Regions from separate parts of the Mus musculus genome. Here regions 2 and 3 are each linked to region 1. The links are chromatin contacts, called in public HiChIP or PLAC-seq and promoter capture Hi-C maps. All regions are on one chromosome and are shown on one strand. Each heading gives the region's core, a stretch centred on a gene start, on an enhancer-like site or on the middle of the called end of the contact. The rest is flanking DNA. Distances are from core to core; before and after follow the strand shown. Region 1 holds the start of Nans (N-acetylneuraminic acid synthase (sialic acid synthase)). Region 2 overlaps Tbc1d2 (TBC1 domain family, member 2). Region 3 overlaps Gabbr2 (gamma-aminobutyric acid (GABA) B receptor, 2).

Region 1 (2,911 bases), core at 392-2,891:
ACTTTGAACTACATGTTTATTCCAATGTGTTCAAACCCTCTATTCTGGCCGGGCGGTGGTGGCACCCGCCTTTAATCCCAGCACTTGGGAGGTAGAGGCAGGTGGATTTCTGAGTTCGAGGCCAGCCTGGTCTACAAAGTGAGTTCCAGGACAGCCAGGGCTACACAGAGAAACCCTGTCTTGAAAACACCACACAAAAACAAAACAAAACAAAACAAAACAAAACAAAACAACCTCTGTCCTGGCTGTCTTCCGTTCTTCAGTTCTGTGTAGTCAAACAGGAAATCGATCTAACTCTGAAATCCAAGGAGTGTGCTGTAGGAGACCCGGGCTGGGAGACACTCCAGGGCCGCAGTCTGAGCCCCGCTCTAGAGTTCAGGATGACTTTGGCCAAATTAGTGAAACTCCCTGAGGCTAATGCCTCTCATATAGTAGAAACAGCTATGGCTGTCTAAAATGTACTGCACTGTGGACTGGAGGCATGCATGGTTCAGCGATAAGGCTCATTGGCTGCTCTTCCAGAGGACCTGGGCTCAGTTCTCAGCATCCACTTGGTGGCTCACAATCGTCTGTACTCCAATTCCAGGGACTATGATTCCCTCTTCTCAGTTCTTCAGGTACCAGGCACACATGTGGTGCACAAAACAAACCATATACATAAAAACAAATTAAACAAATTAAATACCATACCAATTTTTGCAATCAAAGATTTCTTTTTTTGTTGTTTTTGCTTTTGTTTTTTTCGAGACAGGGTTTCTCTGTATAGCCCTGGCTGTCCTGGAACTCACTTTGTAGACCAGGCTGGCCTCGAACTCAGAAATCTGCCTGCCTCTGCCTCTCGAGTGCTGGGATTAAAGGCGTGTGCCACTATGCCCGGCTTCAAAGATTTCTATATACTGTCTTACAATTCTATATGATACTTCTGTTTCAGGGAAGAATGTAAACAATGCTTGAGAAGACCAGAGAGTCATAACTGTCTTAATGTTAGCCACAAATACCATTTTAGTGCTTCTCAAGTTGCATCTCACAAGGTTACTAAGATTCCCCACCACCACCCATTTCCTTCACTCTCTTGGAAAGTGAGGTGGCTCCAGAGATGCCTTGGATGGGGTATAACCTGATATGGCAAAACCAGGAGCCACTAGGGTTTCCTGAGGCATTTGGTGTCTGCCCTTTCCCTCTAACGTGATTTTTCATGAGATTTCTAGAAAACTGCAGACTACAGTTAGTTGTTAGCGGCTGCGTGGAAATTCCTGTTAGTCTGTTGACAAAAGACATCACGCAGATTCTTGGGTGAGCGCTCCTCTCTGTCTTATGCTCGCAAGATTTCCTCGTCTTTCTGTTCTGTCTCAGAATCCGCAACCATGGGATTCGAACTCTAGAACACCTACTTTCCTGACTGCTTCATGGGCTGCACTCTCTCCTTGTTCTTCTATCTAGCCATAAAGTAGACCAAATTGTGTCTAGAGGCGTAGGCAGCGCTGGAGGGGCGGGGCTTGCTTTTCTCCCCGCTCTCTGCAGAGGTAAGGCTCCGATTGGCTGTCGAGCGAGACGGGGCCCGCGGATTGGCTGCGCGACAGCCGCCGGCTGACGTGGCGGGGCTGAGACCTGCGGGCCTGCGCGGCGGGTGCGGAAACGCCCGGGGCAGCAAGCAGGCGCGGGTAATGCACCATGCCGCTGGAACTGGAGCTGTGTCCCGGGCGCTGGGTGGGTGGAAAGCACCCGTGCTTCATCATCGCGGAGATCGGCCAGAACCACCAAGGAGACATAGATGTGGCCAAGCGCATGATCCGCACTGCCAAGGTGAGGGGCGGGGCCCGTGGAGGAGTAAGTAGCGGAGGAGCCCAGGAAGGTTGACGGAGGAGTTTGCAGGGAACCCGGGCGGGGGGCAGGCTAACGGAGGGGCCCGGGAGAATTCACGGAGGGGCTTGGGAGAGCGCGGCCGCGATTGCCTTCTGGTCCTGTGCTCCGCGTCTCTCTTGCCTCGGCTCCCCAACTCCGTCTAACAGCTGCTCTTGCTCGCCCTCCCAACCGATCTTCTTTCTGTTTAGATCAGCTCCTACCCTTGCCTGGCCTGCTCCGTGGCTTCCTACCTAACCAGAATCTTAGGGACCCAGCCCCTTCCTGCTTGTCATATGCCACCCCAGAGATCCTCCCGTGTGATATTTGTCTACAGTCCTTGGAAGTTGGTGTGGTTTTTCTCAGTCCCAGTGTTTGGATTACTAACCGGTAAAAAGTGCAGATCGGGTTAGGGACTAAGCTGCCTGATTTGAAAACCCGGCTTCATGGAGCTGGGATGAGCATCCGTGAAGGGAAGGAGTGAAAAGCACAATAATTAGTCCAGGGCTCCTTGGGTGACCACTAACTACAGCTGCTGAGATGCTTGTGACTACACGCCCACCCACTTCTCTTAGTAAGTTTCCACACGTTCAGTCCGAACGACAGGGATGGCTTCTCCAGCTACAGCCCGCAGCCCTAGGTCTCACGGTGTTTTGCTTCTAGTCCTTTTAAAACAGGGACTTACTCTAACCTGGGCTAGACTGGGAGTCATCATGTATCCCAGGCTATCCCTCAGATATTTTGCTTCAGGCTTCCAAGTACTGGGATTACAGGTGCTAGCCTTCACTCAGGACTTGTCATACTTTCTTTTAATCCTTTCTTTGTTTTGAATGAATCTTTGAAGAGAAACCGTCCTGTTCGTCATTGTGACCCTAACCCTCAGCTTTCATAAAGTCTACCCTGTGATTTCTTTTTTCTTTTTTCTTTTTTTGGTTTGTTATCTTTTTAATTGATTGTTATTATTGTTTTTGGAGACAAGAGTCTCACTCTGTAATGTAGATTGGCTTGGAATTTACTCTGTAGACTAGGCTAGGCTCTCAAGCTTGGACCCGTTTTCCTGTCATAGTCTCCC
Region 2 (2,915 bases), core at 36-2,535, 140 kb after region 1:
ATTATTTTTGGTGACACAGTTGCTGTTTTGAGTCACCCCTCACCCTTTTAAGTACCCTCCCCCCACCCATTAGTAACCCCAATAAAAGTTCACTGGTTTAGCCAAGTTGGACGTTGGTGTAATCATTATTTTGGTCTATCACGGGTGCCCTTTCTGGAGTGAATGGATTGTGTGTGTGTGTGGTGTGTGCTACATCGCCCCAGGAAGAGTCTGTCACACAACACACCCTGCTAAGGACTGAATGTGTGTTACCATAACCCCAGGCTGAAGCTCTAGTCCCCCGAGTTAGCATTAGGAGCATCAGGAGGCAGGGCCTTGGGTAATTCAGATGAAGGTGCAGCCCCATGATAGGATTAGTGTCCTCAGAAGAAGGGAAAGATGAGAGCTCTCTTGGCCACCGGAGAGGACACAGCACCGCTGTCTTCCAGCCTGGAGGAGATCTTTCCTAGAATCCTGCTCTGCAGCGTGTGCACCTTGGACTCCTCAGCTCCCTCCTAACTATAAAAACTACCGTAAGTGTGTTCTTCTTCACACACACACACACACACACACACACACACACACACACCCTTGCAGGCAGGGAGGAGACAGAGATTGCTTGGTCTCAGGCTTGGACAACGCTCACCTGGAAGGCTGGGGTCAGAGATCGAGGGCTGTTCCCCGCTTTGAGGCTCTCCACCCTGAGGCGAGTCTTCCACGAGTGGCCCGTGGGCTGCCGCTTGGGCCTGCTTGTTGCCACGGATGTTGTGCATGGTGTTTCTGAAAGGACAAGTGAGGAGTGTGAGGCCAGCAGTCTCTGCCTTCCTGCTGCCTGCAGAGCTCTGGCCTCAGCAGCATGCTTCCAGTCATTCCAATCGCTCTCCTCAGCATCCTGTATGATGCATCCCCGCCTCCCCAGCCCTGGCCCAAGCTCCTCGCCCTTCTTACAAAGCCCCATCTACACTGCACTTCCCTACCCTTTTATTCCTGGTGAATTTATCACATACATGCAGTGATTTCCTTTTAGATTCATTTTATTTTATGAGTGTTTTGCCTGCATGTATATCTGTGAACCATGTGCACTCCTGCTGTCTGCGGTGGTCAGAAGAGGGCATCGGATCCCTTAGAACTGGATTACAGATGGTTGTGAGCCACTGTGCGGATGCTGGGACTAGAATGGGTGAGGGCCCTCTACAAGAGTAAGTGCTCTTAACCACTGAACCGTTTATTTCCCCAGCCTCCTACCGTGTATCATGACCATATCCTCCCTAACTTCCCCCACCCACTTCCCCAACCGCCTCAACCAATGCCCTTCCCACAGAGTCCAATTACTGTTGCCTGCTTGAGCAAGGACAACCTACCATTGGTCACAACCCTGAAGAACAATGGTTCTCCCTTCCCCGGTAGCCACTAGTTGGCAATAGTGCGCTGAGCCTCACGAACCCCTCCCCCATTGGTGCAGGAATTAATGACTGGCTGGATCTCGTACAGGTTTTGTGCAGGTAACCACCGTTCCTGCCATGGCCACTTATATAAGCTCGGTTCCCATAATCCCAACCTTGCTGCTGAAGTATGTGCCCCACGCCTGTCACTCTGCTCACGGGTAAACTTAGAACAGCAGTACAGCGCCTGTAATAAGAAATTGCTTCATGTTTGTTGAATGGCCTTGCGGACCTAACTTTCCCAAACCCTCTGGCCTCCTAACTAGCATGCCCAAAGGCCATCAGTGGCTCCCAGCTCTCCTGAGGCATGTTGTAAACACTTCCTGGCAGCTTTCTACCTTTGCTCTCTCCTTAGACCCGGAGCCACGATGCCTGACTTGTGGCTACCGAGGGGCTTAACTACACGGGTGCCTAGGCAGCTGGTTGAAGCTGAGGCCCCAGTCCAGAGTCCAGACTTAACCTTTGTGTGGTTTACAGAAAGGAACCAGGTAGCACCAAAGGCTGTCCTGAGAGTCCAGACTACAACCAATTCATGGCCCAGCAGAAGAAGAGATAGCCCAGGTGCTTATGCTCCTGAGCAGAGATGAGAGCACAGCAATTGAGAAATCAGCAGCAAGGGAGAGAGAAAGACCTCCCTATATGAGCTGTTGGAAACTGCAGGCTGTGTAAGGAGAATCTGCCCGTGCACCACAACAAGAAACACTCGACTAGGAGGCACGCCTGTACAAGGAGGGCAGCCATGGCTTGTGGCACACAGGAGATGGCTTCTGTGAGCCAGCCTCAGGCAGGCGTGCTTCCCAATGGAGTTTTGTAGGAGGGGTTTGGAAGGCAGGAAAACTTAGCCATTGGTCTTTGACATTTCCTGAAATCTGTTTCAATGTAGATACAAGATGTGGAGGAATCCAGGGCCTGGTTTAAATGTGTGTTGCATGTTCCTCTTTGCGATCCCACAATGATCTTACAACTAAAATCATTTGCCATGCAGAAAAAGGCTAACCTCAGCCCCAGTCCCAGCCCTGTATGTGTGTGTGTAGGGCACAGGTAGACACTGGCTGTTTTCTTCATTCACTATCCACATTTGTTATTTTCTAGACAGGGCCTCTCTAGGAATCCAGAACTCGCTGCTCAGCTAGACTGGCTGGCCAGTTGTGCTCCAGCAATAGACGGGACCTGAGGTCACTTACCTCTGAGCATCTCTCGAGGCCTTCCTATGAATTTTTCTTATTCTTGAGACGGAGTCCCATGTGTCTCAGATCACATCTCATGCTTCACAGATTTACTGTGACAGAGGATGACTCTGGACTTCCGACCCGTCTGCTGTGTGGCAGGCACCAGGGATCAACGCAGAGTGCCGGTGATTCTGAGAGGCAAGGACTCTACCAACTGAGCTATAGCCCCAGTCCTACACTTCTCCTGATCCAATGTCACTGCACTCACTATCACGGAGTAGCCATGAACGTTTTCTGCCTTACATGAAGGATAGGAAAAAAAACT
Region 3 (2,918 bases), core at 369-2,868, 190 kb after region 1:
GATGCTTCTTTTTTTTTTTTTTTTTCTCGAGACAGGGTTTCTCTGTGTAGCCCTGGCTGTCCTGGAACTCACTCTGTAGACCAGGCTGGCCTCGAACTCAGAAATCTGCCTGCCTCTGCCTCCCGAGTGCCGGGATTAAAGGCGTGCGCCACCACGCCCGGCTACCTGAGATGCTTCCTAAGGTGTGAAGCAAATATCAGTCATCCCCTGTGGCCCAAGGAGGGGAAAAAAGTGTGTCCCTGTCAGAACACTGGGGCACCAGCTCTGCTGTGAACAAGCAGATATGGCGTCTGAGGGTGGAAACTTGAAGGACGGGAGAAGAAGACTCTGAACAGAGGTGTGTAGGCAGGAGACGAGGGTCCAGGGCCTTCAGCTCTGTCTGTCTGTCTGTCTGTGTTCATGGCTTCGGGTCCCATCTCTGGGCCCTGCCTCTGCTCACCTGTGCTCTCTGTGAAGTTGCCCAAGCTGAGGATGTCGTTGAGCTCTTGGTAGTGATTCTGTTTGATGTATGTGGTCTTCTCTGGTGTGTCTTGTAGCTGCATGGTGACTTCTTCCAAGTCTTTGTCCAGCTGGAAGACAAGATTCCATCTGAGACCAAGTTCCTGGTCCCAGCCCCTGGGATTCGACCCCTGCATCTCCCCCAACCCCTTTTGGTGTTTCCAGACAGGGTTTCTCTGTGTAGTCGTGGCTGTCCTGGAACTCACTCTGTAGATCAGGCTGGCCTCAGACTCAGAGATCTGCCTGCCTCTGCCTTCCGGATGCTGGGATTAAAGGTGTTAGCCATCACTACCCGTCATGGCCTCTGCATCCAGAGGACTTTGTTGCACTCATTCAAGCAGGAGCTGAGATGAGATGGACCAGAGGTTGGCAGTCACATGATTTGTCTGGGCTTGAGTCTTGAGTAGGTCCAAGGAAGACCAAGAGGCAAGGAAGGAGCAGGGATAAGCAGAGAGGCCAGCTGAGGCCAAGGGAAGACAGGCTATACTTCCTGGCTCCGTACAGGGCGTGTGAGTCTCAGCCTCTATCTGTGGCACAAGGACATGACAGTACCCGCCTCATAGGATGTATGAAGGCTCAGTGAGATGATGCATGGGGCGTTTATCCCGGTGCCTGACATAAGGAGGGGACCAGCTGCTAGAGGACTATCAGAATTATCATTACAGCTTCTCAGCAGACCCATCCAGGAGACTCCCAGGCAGAGCTTTGCATCCCTGAGCCCTATACAGTTTCCAGCCAGCTGGGTTACCTGGGGAAGCCGAGCAGGATGAGACTCAGTTATGCTTAGGTTACAGAAGAATTAGAGCAAAACCAGGGAAGTGTGTGTGGGTGATGGACAGCGGACATTGGGATGGCTAGTGGGTATCCAGTTATAGAACAACAAGGGAGTTTTATTAACTGTGAGTCACTCTTCTGAGGTCGGGGCAAAGCTGCTGCCTACTAAGTTTCTACATGAATGAAAAAACAAACCACTACTCTTATTTGTGCTATGCAGTGGCAGGGCTGGGAGCCGAGGATTGGTCCAATGGAACGTCGATTAAGGCTCAATTCTAGGGCAAGCAAAGCCACACTGGGCCTCTCAGCAGTGGGCGATTATGCTGCTGGAAGGAAGTGGAGGGCTTAGTCCGGTGCTGTGTCATTGCTTGCTATAGATGTCTGATGAACTAGCAGTGGGCTCAGAGCGGCAAAACTGATGGTTTCTTTGCCACAGAGGCTGGTGGAGGAAGCCCCATCTTAAACTGTTTCAGGGGTGTGAAACGAGTGTGTCGGCTCTCGGTGTGGCAGGGTTGGTTCTATGACCCCACTGAGGTTGCTGGATCTAGCAAAGGAAAATGCAGGAGTCCTGTGGAGTTTAACCCTCAGAGAGCAAAAGCCCTCTTTGTGGTTTAGGTACTGCCTGCACTCGGTAAGCAGGGTTCTGAAGGGATCTCTAACAAGCCCAAGCCTGCAAGCATGTTAGGTCTTCTCCTCTCTCCTTCCGCCTCTTGTTAAACCACTGGATTACATCCCTAAAGCTAGCCATCAAGGTTGATTCCCTTATTTGGGCACTTTCTTTGCCTGACTAAAACACTAAGGTCCAGTTATCAAAACACCAAAGTCCAGAAATTAAAATTCGTTACTTGTCTATGCTGATTAAAATGTTCAATTAGAATTTACCAACTCATCCCAGCACAGACTTCCCCTTTTCTTCTTGAAAACCACTCCTGCAGAGACACCTGCTGCTGTCTTTGCCAGATCCAGAGGCAGCCCCTAGCTCGGCCCTCTGGGGTGATAATCTCCTTTGTGCTGGGTGTGTTCTGTGCTGACTCCGAGGCCCCTTCATATACACCCTGAAAACACGATTGCTAGTTTATATGAAATTAAGAAATACCTGGTCACCTCATATCCAATCTAGCTACCAGCTTCTGCCCCCTGCAAAGGGTCTGGCAAGAGGCTACATTTCCCAGTCTCCTCTGTGCTCTGAGGCTAAATGAGCTCATGAAAATTTTGGCAGCACAGAGAATCAGAGCCAAACTGTATGCAAAGTGTGTGTGTGTGTGTGTGTGTGTGTGTGTGTGTGAGAGAGAGAGAGAGAGAGAGAGAGAGCGAGAGAGAGAATGTGTATGAACATGTGTGTGTGAGCATGCTTGTGTGTGTGTGTGTGTGTGTATGTGTGTATGTGTGTGTGTGAGCATGCTTGTATATGTGTGTATGTGTGTGTGTTTGTGTGTGTGTGTGTCACTTGCTTAAGAGGTGATTTCTTATGTGGGCTCTCTGTGTCTCTTCTCTCTGAGATTGAGGCCATGTTTTCATCCTCCTGAGCCTGGGGAATAGCAGGAAGCAGAAGAGAAGCCCCACCCCACAAATGACCCCGCCCAGCCGTGACTGCAGTCCTCATGGCTACTAGGGAAGGGAGAAGTAAACGCACTTTCATTTTTCAG

What was found. Promoter capture Hi-C pulls out the DNA fragments that hold promoters and counts their contacts. HiChIP or PLAC-seq counts read pairs in DNA pulled down with a chosen protein or histone mark.
Region 2: an H3K4me3 HiChIP or PLAC-seq map of bone marrow-derived macrophages shows a contact between it and region 1, with 2.2 times the contacts expected there. The contact joins the enhancer-like site here to the promoter of Nans in region 1. A contact is called at or near these places in 1 of 39 promoter capture datasets (pre-B cells), 1 of 484 Hi-C or Micro-C datasets (uterus), 4 of 115 datasets of contacts at active chromatin or transcription factors (bone marrow-derived macrophages, embryonic stem cells and pancreatic cancer cells) and 4 of 9 other capture datasets (adipose tissue, liver, macrophages and 1 more).
Region 3: a promoter capture Hi-C map of the HPC-7 cell line shows a contact between it and region 1, with 2.9 times the contacts expected there. The contact joins the enhancer-like site here to the promoter of Nans in region 1. A contact is called at or near these places in 9 of 39 promoter capture datasets (the C10 cell line, the HPC-7 cell line, embryonic stem cells and 4 more), 8 of 484 Hi-C or Micro-C datasets (B cells, the G1E-ER4 cell line, bone marrow-derived DN3 thymocytes and 4 more), 7 of 115 datasets of contacts at active chromatin or transcription factors (embryonic stem cells, fetal liver and stem cell-derived neural progenitor cells) and 4 of 9 other capture datasets (adipose tissue, embryonic stem cells, liver and 1 more).

What each region holds. Positions count from the first base shown.
Region 1 is chr4:46,487,688-46,490,598 of GRCm38.p6, forward strand. It overlaps Nans (N-acetylneuraminic acid synthase (sialic acid synthase)), which reads left to right and starts at 1,642. Exons shown (of 6, transcript NM_053179.3): 1 at 1,642-1,803. The coding sequence starts at 1,672.
Region 2 is chr4:46,629,251-46,632,165 of GRCm38.p6, forward strand. It overlaps Tbc1d2 (TBC1 domain family, member 2), which reads right to left. Exons shown (of 13, transcript NM_198664.3): 4 at 626-759. Among named protein-coding and RNA genes, the nearest start is that of Gm42281, 9.5 kb to the left of the region's middle. Within about 2 kb of position 1,286, at least 74 of the 459 cell types and tissues checked have an H3K27ac peak or open chromatin away from gene starts, as enhancers often do. A contact at or near this core is called in adipose tissue, bone marrow-derived macrophages and embryonic stem cells, where this site is marked.
Region 3 is chr4:46,674,008-46,676,925 of GRCm38.p6, forward strand. Gabbr2 (gamma-aminobutyric acid (GABA) B receptor, 2) reads right to left here. Exons shown (of 19, transcript NM_001081141.2): 17 at 440-569. Among named protein-coding and RNA genes, the nearest start is that of Tbc1d2, 25 kb to the left of the region's middle. Within about 2 kb of position 1,619, at least 18 of the 459 cell types and tissues checked have an H3K27ac peak or open chromatin away from gene starts, as enhancers often do. A contact at or near this core is called in the G1E-ER4 cell line and the HPC-7 cell line, where this site is marked.